Linked DNA regions of Bicyclus anynana: region 2 is linked to region 1. Evidence: chromatin contacts called from public Hi-C data. All regions are on one chromosome and are shown on one strand. Each heading gives the region's core, a stretch centred on a gene start, on an enhancer-like site or on the middle of the called end of the contact. The rest is flanking DNA. Distances are from core to core; before and after follow the strand shown.

Evidence for each region. Hi-C and Micro-C count contacts between places; a contact is called where the count stands out from the background.
Region 2: a contact with region 1 is called in a Hi-C map of whole body, with 8 times the contacts expected there. The contact joins the enhancer-like site here to the promoter of LOC112045092 in region 1. A contact is called at or near these places in 2 of 2 Hi-C or Micro-C datasets (whole body and whole larva).

What each region holds. Positions count from the first base shown.
Region 1 is chr7:1,014,242-1,018,124 of ilBicAnyn1.1, forward strand. It overlaps LOC112045092, which reads right to left and starts at 1,641. Exons shown (of 2, transcript XM_024081159.2): 1 at 1,247-1,641; 2 at 1-136. The coding sequence starts at 1,406. It overlaps LOC112045091 (protein spaetzle 5), which reads left to right. Exons shown (of 8, transcript XM_024081158.2): 8 at 2,379-2,563. The coding sequence ends at 2,396.
Region 2 is chr7:1,101,410-1,105,333 of ilBicAnyn1.1, forward strand. All of the region lies in intron 3 of LOC112047331 (methylcytosine dioxygenase TET), which reads left to right. Among protein-coding and RNA genes, the nearest start is that of LOC112047331, 75 kb to the left of the region's middle. Within about 2 kb of position 2,447, at least 8 of the 8 cell types and tissues checked have open chromatin away from gene starts, as enhancers often do.

The DNA.
Region 1 (3,883 bases), core at 391-2,890:
ACCAAACTTTTATCCATATGTTTTGTGAATGGGATCAAGAAATCCAAATATTTTGTCAAGTAGTACGGCTTATTTATTCTAAAACTTCGTGTGTAGGATGATCTGACTGATCTCCACTTTACTTTTAAATCGGCTTCTAAAAACAAGAAATTGAATCTATTTATTTGCATTTAGAGTACCTACAAGTCGCAAGAACTGCCTTGTTGATCCATCACCATGTGCCTGACTTTTGGATCATAAGGTCCTGGGTTTAAATAAAATATAAAACCTTGCTAATAAATAAAAAGTTTTTCTTTCTTACAGAAAGTCCTCAATAGCAAAGTTGAGATGTTTGTGTTAAGACGCCGTATCTTCCGGCACCTCCAGTCGATCAGTATTAAATGAAAAATTATCGGTTTTGTACTAATGGTAACGTAACCTGACATTTCAAAATTATTTTTCTACTTCCATTTCGTAATCTACTCAATATAAAACCTCAAACCAATGAGTTATTCTTTTCCGCAGATCGCTTGGCGCCTCCTTGGCGTAGTGGTATGCGCGGTGGTAATTTACAAGACGGAGGTCCTGGGTTCGATCCCCGGCTGGGCCGATTGAGGTTTCCTTAATTGGTCCAGGTCTAGCTGGTGGGAGGCTTTGGCCGTGGCTAGTTACTACCCTACCTACAAAGACGTTCCGCCAAGCGATTTAACGTTCCGGTACAATATCGTGTAGAAACCGAAAGGAGTGTGGATTTTATAATAGTGTGTATAAAATTAATATATCTTTAAAGAATCCATCATTATTTTACCCACCAACCTACACTAAAGTAGAGAAGCGGGTCTAAGCTGTAATTCCCTGTTCTAAAGAGATATCCCTTTCAAAATTGCCTGTATGAAATTATACTTGGTAATTTCTAAGTTCTAGGGAGCTCCTAGTCTTACATTGTATTTGTAAAATCAGTTACCTACATAATCTTTGTAACAACGGTTTTCCGCTATGGGATGAAGGAAATTAAGGAATGTAATGCCATCTTGTGTTCCATAGCAGATTTAGTATATGTTTGCATGATTTTTTTCAAACTAACTTAAGATGGCGCTGATAGAAATATTTTTTAAATAAACAAAATACCTACCTACGTAAATGGAAAAATATTATCACTCTCAATTTAATTAAATTTTACATTATCCATTTACACTACTGAAGCGATGTGCTGATGGGTTAGGTAACTGTTATAATATTATTAATCTTAACAATAATATTGTCTTACCGGTTAACCCCTTAAATCTTTTCCCGATTTCTCTCCACGCTTCATCGACAGCGGTTTTAATACCATATTCTGCGTGTTTGTTATCGTACAAGCATGGATGTTGTTCCACTTCTTTCACAAACTCGATAATTAATCGCATGTCGTCACTCAAACTCGACATTTTAACGCGCACTCTGTTCTCCGTGCCTCCAATGTATGACAACTAAATGTTTCGAACGTAAGTGACACGACAAAATGGCGTCCCGTGAATAGTGTTGTGATTATCTATTCATCGATAACATGTTGATTCGTCTAATAAGAATGAAATATATTGACTTGGATATTAAGGTTAACTAAGAAGAAGAACTTTTCAATATGAATACTAATGCATTGAAAATTATTAGTTAGACACCTGTTTCGACTAGGTACATATAATCAGTCTGGGTTGGGAGTAATAATAATATATTTGTTATTTAATATATAGATAGATATCTATACCTATTGTATACCTAGTATTAATACTAAATTATTTATCAATGGTATTAATTAAACCTTTATTCGTTAATGTTCGTTAAGTTATGGGTGATGAAAAGATTTGGGATAAAACGTCATATTAACAGATGGGCATTGTTTTCGTTACTTTGAGAAATTTAAGCAAAATATAAAATATCACGTAATAATTTAACCTTTATTAAAAAAACTACCAACGTTGATTCAAATTATTTAATCGATAAATAAAAATTGTTACATCTTTATATTTTTCATAAATGTAATAGAAATTTTATCTTGTAGCTTGTACTGACAAATCTAGCTAAATCTTGATCGATAGACAATCATACTTATCGATGTTTCCGACCACCCTACTTATTGTATCACGTCGTTCACCTTCACTCGAAATGGTGCATAGCAACTTTTTGTCGAACAACATAATATTTTCTATTTACAATAAGTGTTCAGACTTATAATTACTTAATGTGAAAATTATATTTTTGCTATTTTAAAATACTTATAAGATGTTTACAATATCAGATTATTAAAAAATTCATATGAATTTAGTGAAAATAAATGTAGCGCCATCTGTTGTTAAATAGCAAAGTTTAATATGAAATAATTTTAATTTTAAGAAACTAATAATATTCTCTTTCTGTCTCAGGTCAACGGAATGCAGTAGACTGTGTTCATTACCAAATGGCTACACTTCCCGGTGTGAGCAGAAATATATTCAAAAACGACTGGTAGCGCTGCAGTCGAACGGACAGAATTTATATACAGATGTTTTTTGGATCCCAAGCTGTTGCCAATGTACTGTAGTAAACAATAATTAATATTTTAAACTGCTTTGTGATGTAATTTTAAGTGCTGTTGCTTGCTGTGGTTTGTAATTATGTATGCAGAATGTGGTGCCGCTACTAGATACTAGATGGCGTCGAATGTTAAAGCTTTTAAGTTTTGAAAAGCTTTGTAGAGTTAAATGTTTAATTCTAAGAAATATTCCTACAAAATGTTTTGTATTATTATCTCTTTTGACTCAATTTTATCGATTCGACTCGACTTTTGATTTTGTTTCACGAATATTATGCAATATGACAATAATAATTATATTTTTTTTTACATTTTGTGATTTTGTTATGAAAGACAAAATAATATATTAGATATTAAAATCCTGTGCATCAAGTATTATGATTATGTATATAGATTAAAGCACTTTATGAATTTATTTTTTTATGAATTTTTTTTTATTTATATAATTTTATTATCTCGATGTTAAACAATGTCTCCGTCTAATATCCGTTTGCTTGATTGACTCATAATATTATTATTACTATATTTGATTAGCTTATCTATAATATCATAAATAATCGATTGAAAATTAGAATTGGTCTACTTTGCCATTTATTTCCAGGGGTCCAATTTGATTGTATTCCAATTTCGTTTGAAATTAAAAGAGATATTATTGGTTAGTACCTAAATAAAAGTAAAATTTAAATAAAGTAAAAGAGAGAAAAAATATTTACTAATACCTACCTACTTTTTTACAAACATTAAAAATAATAAATATTATTCTAAGCTTTTTTACATCTTTTGTACGAATACGAGTGTTTCCATGGTTTTGTTGCCATTAACTCAAAATCTGGTACAGACTATGGCACTGTAAATCATAAAAAAAATTTATACTAATATTATAAAGAGGTAAAGTTTGTGGGGTTGTTGCACTTGAGACACGTGATATTTATTTTCTTAAAATGTACAAAACTGAAAAGTTGTAGGTGCTCTGGACCGGATTCGAACCCAGACTTTCCAGAATCTGAGGCAGTGGTCATATTTACTGGGCTATCACTGCTCTTAAATACATAACCTTCTACTAATTGTGTTGTCGTAAAACGTGTTCATATTATATGTATTTACTATTATAATTATTCTTAATTATTATTGTACATTTACTCTGTTTACCATTAAGATTAAGAATACCCAGGTTCCAACAAATCTATCTACATAAGATCATTATAATATGTTTATTTAATTAAAATTGTAAAAAGGTAATAAAATAGTAAAACAAATGTCTTTTATTTAAAGTCAAAATGTAACGGTAACTCTATCGAAAGATAGGTATTGGGTTCGATCCCCGGCCTTTAGCCTGGTTTTCCACTTGCCATGATT
Region 2 (3,924 bases), core at 1,197-3,696, 88 kb after region 1:
CCACCTATTTGGACAACATACGAGTAGTGTACTCTATATTGGCTATGCAGTCGTTAATGTGATGACACCTTGGGCCACTGTTTCCCGTTCTTCGAGTGACTGAGATCAATGAAGCAATCAGAGCTCGCGTGACACGACCTGCCCCAACCTTCCCACGCATTACGCACATTCTGCTCGTTTCGACCCACGCTTACGCCGCTGTAACCATTTACACACGATAGTAAAGCCTTTTGGGAATCGTGCGGCATTATTTATAGCTTGTTGACGAAAAATTTGCGATGCTTACGTAAAATTTTGACCTTCTAACAACAAAATTTATCTCGTCCCCCTCAAACTTTCTAGGTCTTCTAACATTTATTTATCTCAATTCCCCCTCAAAGAAACCTTAATAAGCCAATCAATGCCAATTCTCAGATAGTTGGGACTTTTGTATGTTTTTTTACGATCTATTCTGTAGATACCTAATGCCATTTATTAGTAGATAGGTACTTATTAAGATGCTTGGATTTAACTCAACGAAGGAGAACAGAAAATAATTCGCTATTTATTTTAATTATTTCAGAGGTCATAATAAAATACTTTCATATTTGTTTGTTTTTTTTAATAAATAGGATATTAAAAAAAACGGATTAAGGATATTTAAAAAGATTGGTGGCAGCTAATGTTTAGTTTTATAGGCTAATTGCTAGTTAAACAGTCATAATAAATACCTACATAACCGAGATAAATGATATTATAATCGAAATCAGTAATAGATTACAAATCTTACGCTTATTCTTCTACTCTGTACAAAATGACACCTAGTTAAATCTACATTCTCTATCAACTCCATTAAGATTAAGATGCAGTTACGCAAAATTGGAGCGCCCCACAAATACCATTCTTTTTGTTTTCGACATCTATTTTCTGTTTTCATAATAAACTATTCCGTTAATCAATTACTCAGCAATTATTCAGTGAAAATTAGGTGCCCTTATCTATTCTAATTAAGTTAACGATAACCGGTTATCTATGTGCACGCAGCTGCGTGAGTAACCGTCATGTGTTCTACGACGCTTCTTTCGTTAAATCACATGTACCGACGAAAAATGATTCGGTCCTGTCTCACAGGCTCAAGGATAATTACAAAACCTGCGATTTGAATGAGAATAGATGTAGAGTGAAGGAGAGAAACTAACGCGGGAATGGGACGGCGATAGGACAAATGTCGTGCGAGTTCTAACACAAAAACAGGAGTAACGAACTAAAACGCCAGGTGTGTAGCGGTGCCATGTGCTCGGCAACAGAAACTATATTTATTTATACATGTATCGGGGTATCCGTTTTATCTAGCAATTCGACAGACTTGAACTATTATAACAACTGTCATGAGGACGGCAATGGTTTGATTTTTTTTAGATATTACTTGTATTTTATTTTTTAGATTTTAGGAATGTTTAATATTGCGTGATAAAGAGAGTTGTATTTTTCGTCTTTAATAATAATAATAATAATAAATAATAAAACGTATTACAAATAATAGTAAGAATAAAAAAATAGTAATATTACTGAAATAGGCGGGTAGATACTCTGTGGACCCTGTTTTACGCAATTAAGCATGATTCTAAACAAACAGTAGCTTCAATATTTTATAAAACAGATTTATAGACAGTATGTTGGCATGTAAAACTACTCGTTTTAAGTCTAAAATTTAATATTCAAGAAGACGTGTTTAAGTCTCAAGAGAGTTATTTAAAGCTATATTGTTATTTTTGTAAAACTAAGCCCACGAAATTTTGATCGATTTGAGAAAAAGCTTTAATTAGTCAAACTTTATATTTATTTAAACGGAAAGGTCTACTAGCGCCATCTGTGCTTGTTAGGTTCAAATGCTTGCACAAACTGCAACTAACGCCATCTAGTATGAAGCGGCTGAAATATTACGGTCACTGTTTATACTGTTTTCACATAATACCATAGATGGCGTTGTATCCACACACCATTAAAAGTTAGGAAGGAAATTCAATCGCATGTTGAGATGAAAAATCCGATGAAAGGAAAATAATTGTTATTTTTTATTTTGCGTTATTTTATCATCGCTATTTTTATAAACCAATCTTGAAGAAAGTAACATTGTAGCATCAAAATTACCGGTATTCTAAGTTAGATAGTTGGTACTACACTACACGAACTGAGAACAAGAAAAAAGTGAATCGACTCTAGCTTTAGCTCTTTAGGTTAAATAGTTCAGGATATCTGCGATAGTTTTTCTTCATTACTAAAATCACTAATCTGTCGCCATCTAACCCAATCCATGCATGTTTGTCTATTAATTTTCCCCTATTATTTTGTGTTAACGTTTCTCCTTTGTTTTTACTTTATTTTCGCTTTATGTTAAGTATGTGGTGTGTCTGTGTTGTTGTAGCTTGTATTGGCGCCGGATGGCACGCTGCAGACGGTGAAGAGCGAGTCGCGGCGCGGACGCGGCAGAGGGCGCTCATCGACCACTTCCGTGAGTATACTTTATGTTTTATTTTTCTTTATCTGTTGTTTTTTCTTTTATTTTTTTTTATATCCCTCTCCTTATCATTTTACATGTGAACTCACTGATTTGTAATGACTAATTTGTATGTAACATCGCTAATCGCATCTCTAATAATAATTTATCTAACAACTTACTATACGTCTAGTATAATTTTGTAAAAACTTTCGTGTATTATCAACAATGTGTATGTTTTTAAGTCGTCGGTTGACTTATCTTTGTTTAATAAAATTGTTGAATATTTTTCATCAATCATCATCGTAACACAAATAGTATACTTTTCATCTTGAATACTTCATAATACAGACCTTACAGCGTAATAAGTTAGAAACACATAGAAACATGCGTACTTGTACTGTATTGAGTACTGTGGTAGTATCGGCAAAGTTATAGTATGTATTAGTATCGGAAAATCATGACGTCGTACTGAAAAACGACTGAAAATTACAACTTGCGTTTGTCCAAAGGCTTTACCTTACATATTATTGTCAATCATATATTGACAATATTATGTTGTTGCTTAATGGCAGGCGTCCACTGATCCGCATCGTACCTATCGGATGCATTGCATCAAACGGATTTTAGTATTGTTTGTATAGTAAAGTGCATCCATTGATCAGCATTGTACAGATCGCATCTCACGGATCTCATCTACCATAAAATTAAATATCCATTTGATACGATGCGTCCGATACGTACGATGCTGATCTGTGAACGCCTGCCATAAAGTCGTACCCCGGCAATACGACATCTTTATTTCCTCAGCCTAAACTTTAAAATAATACATAATTACCAATATTGAAAATATTATTGACTGTGTGCAAGCACACACAATATAATTTCTTATAATTATTTATATTAATATTATAAAGCTGAAGAGTGTGTTTGTTTGGTTGAACGCGCTAATCTCAGGAACTACTGGTTCGATTTCAAAAATCTTTCAGTGATATATAGCCCATTTGTCGAGGAAGACTATAGGCTATATATTATCCCCGTATTCCTACGGGAACGGGGTCAGCGGCGTCAGCTAGTTATCAATAAAGTAAGGTTTCTTAAGTCGTGCCCTGTAAGGAAATATTGCTGCAATACTACGGGGTACGACTTACCTATACAGGTACCATACGACTTTATACAACCTCACCCTATTGACAATTTTATACGTGTGTAAACACGCAAAGTAACAATTTCTAAACAATGTTAAGGGTCCAAGTAAAAATAATTTTACATCCAAACTTTCGTATTCACAAAAGTGAAAAGTGACATTGGAAATTTTATATTACGTCACAGCTTTCTATTACCTACCACCCAGTATATACCCAGCTATTCACAACAGCTGTTCAATTAACGGGGTCACCAAACTCGGCCAGTGATAAATCAAACAAAAACAGAGCACTCTCGCTTTC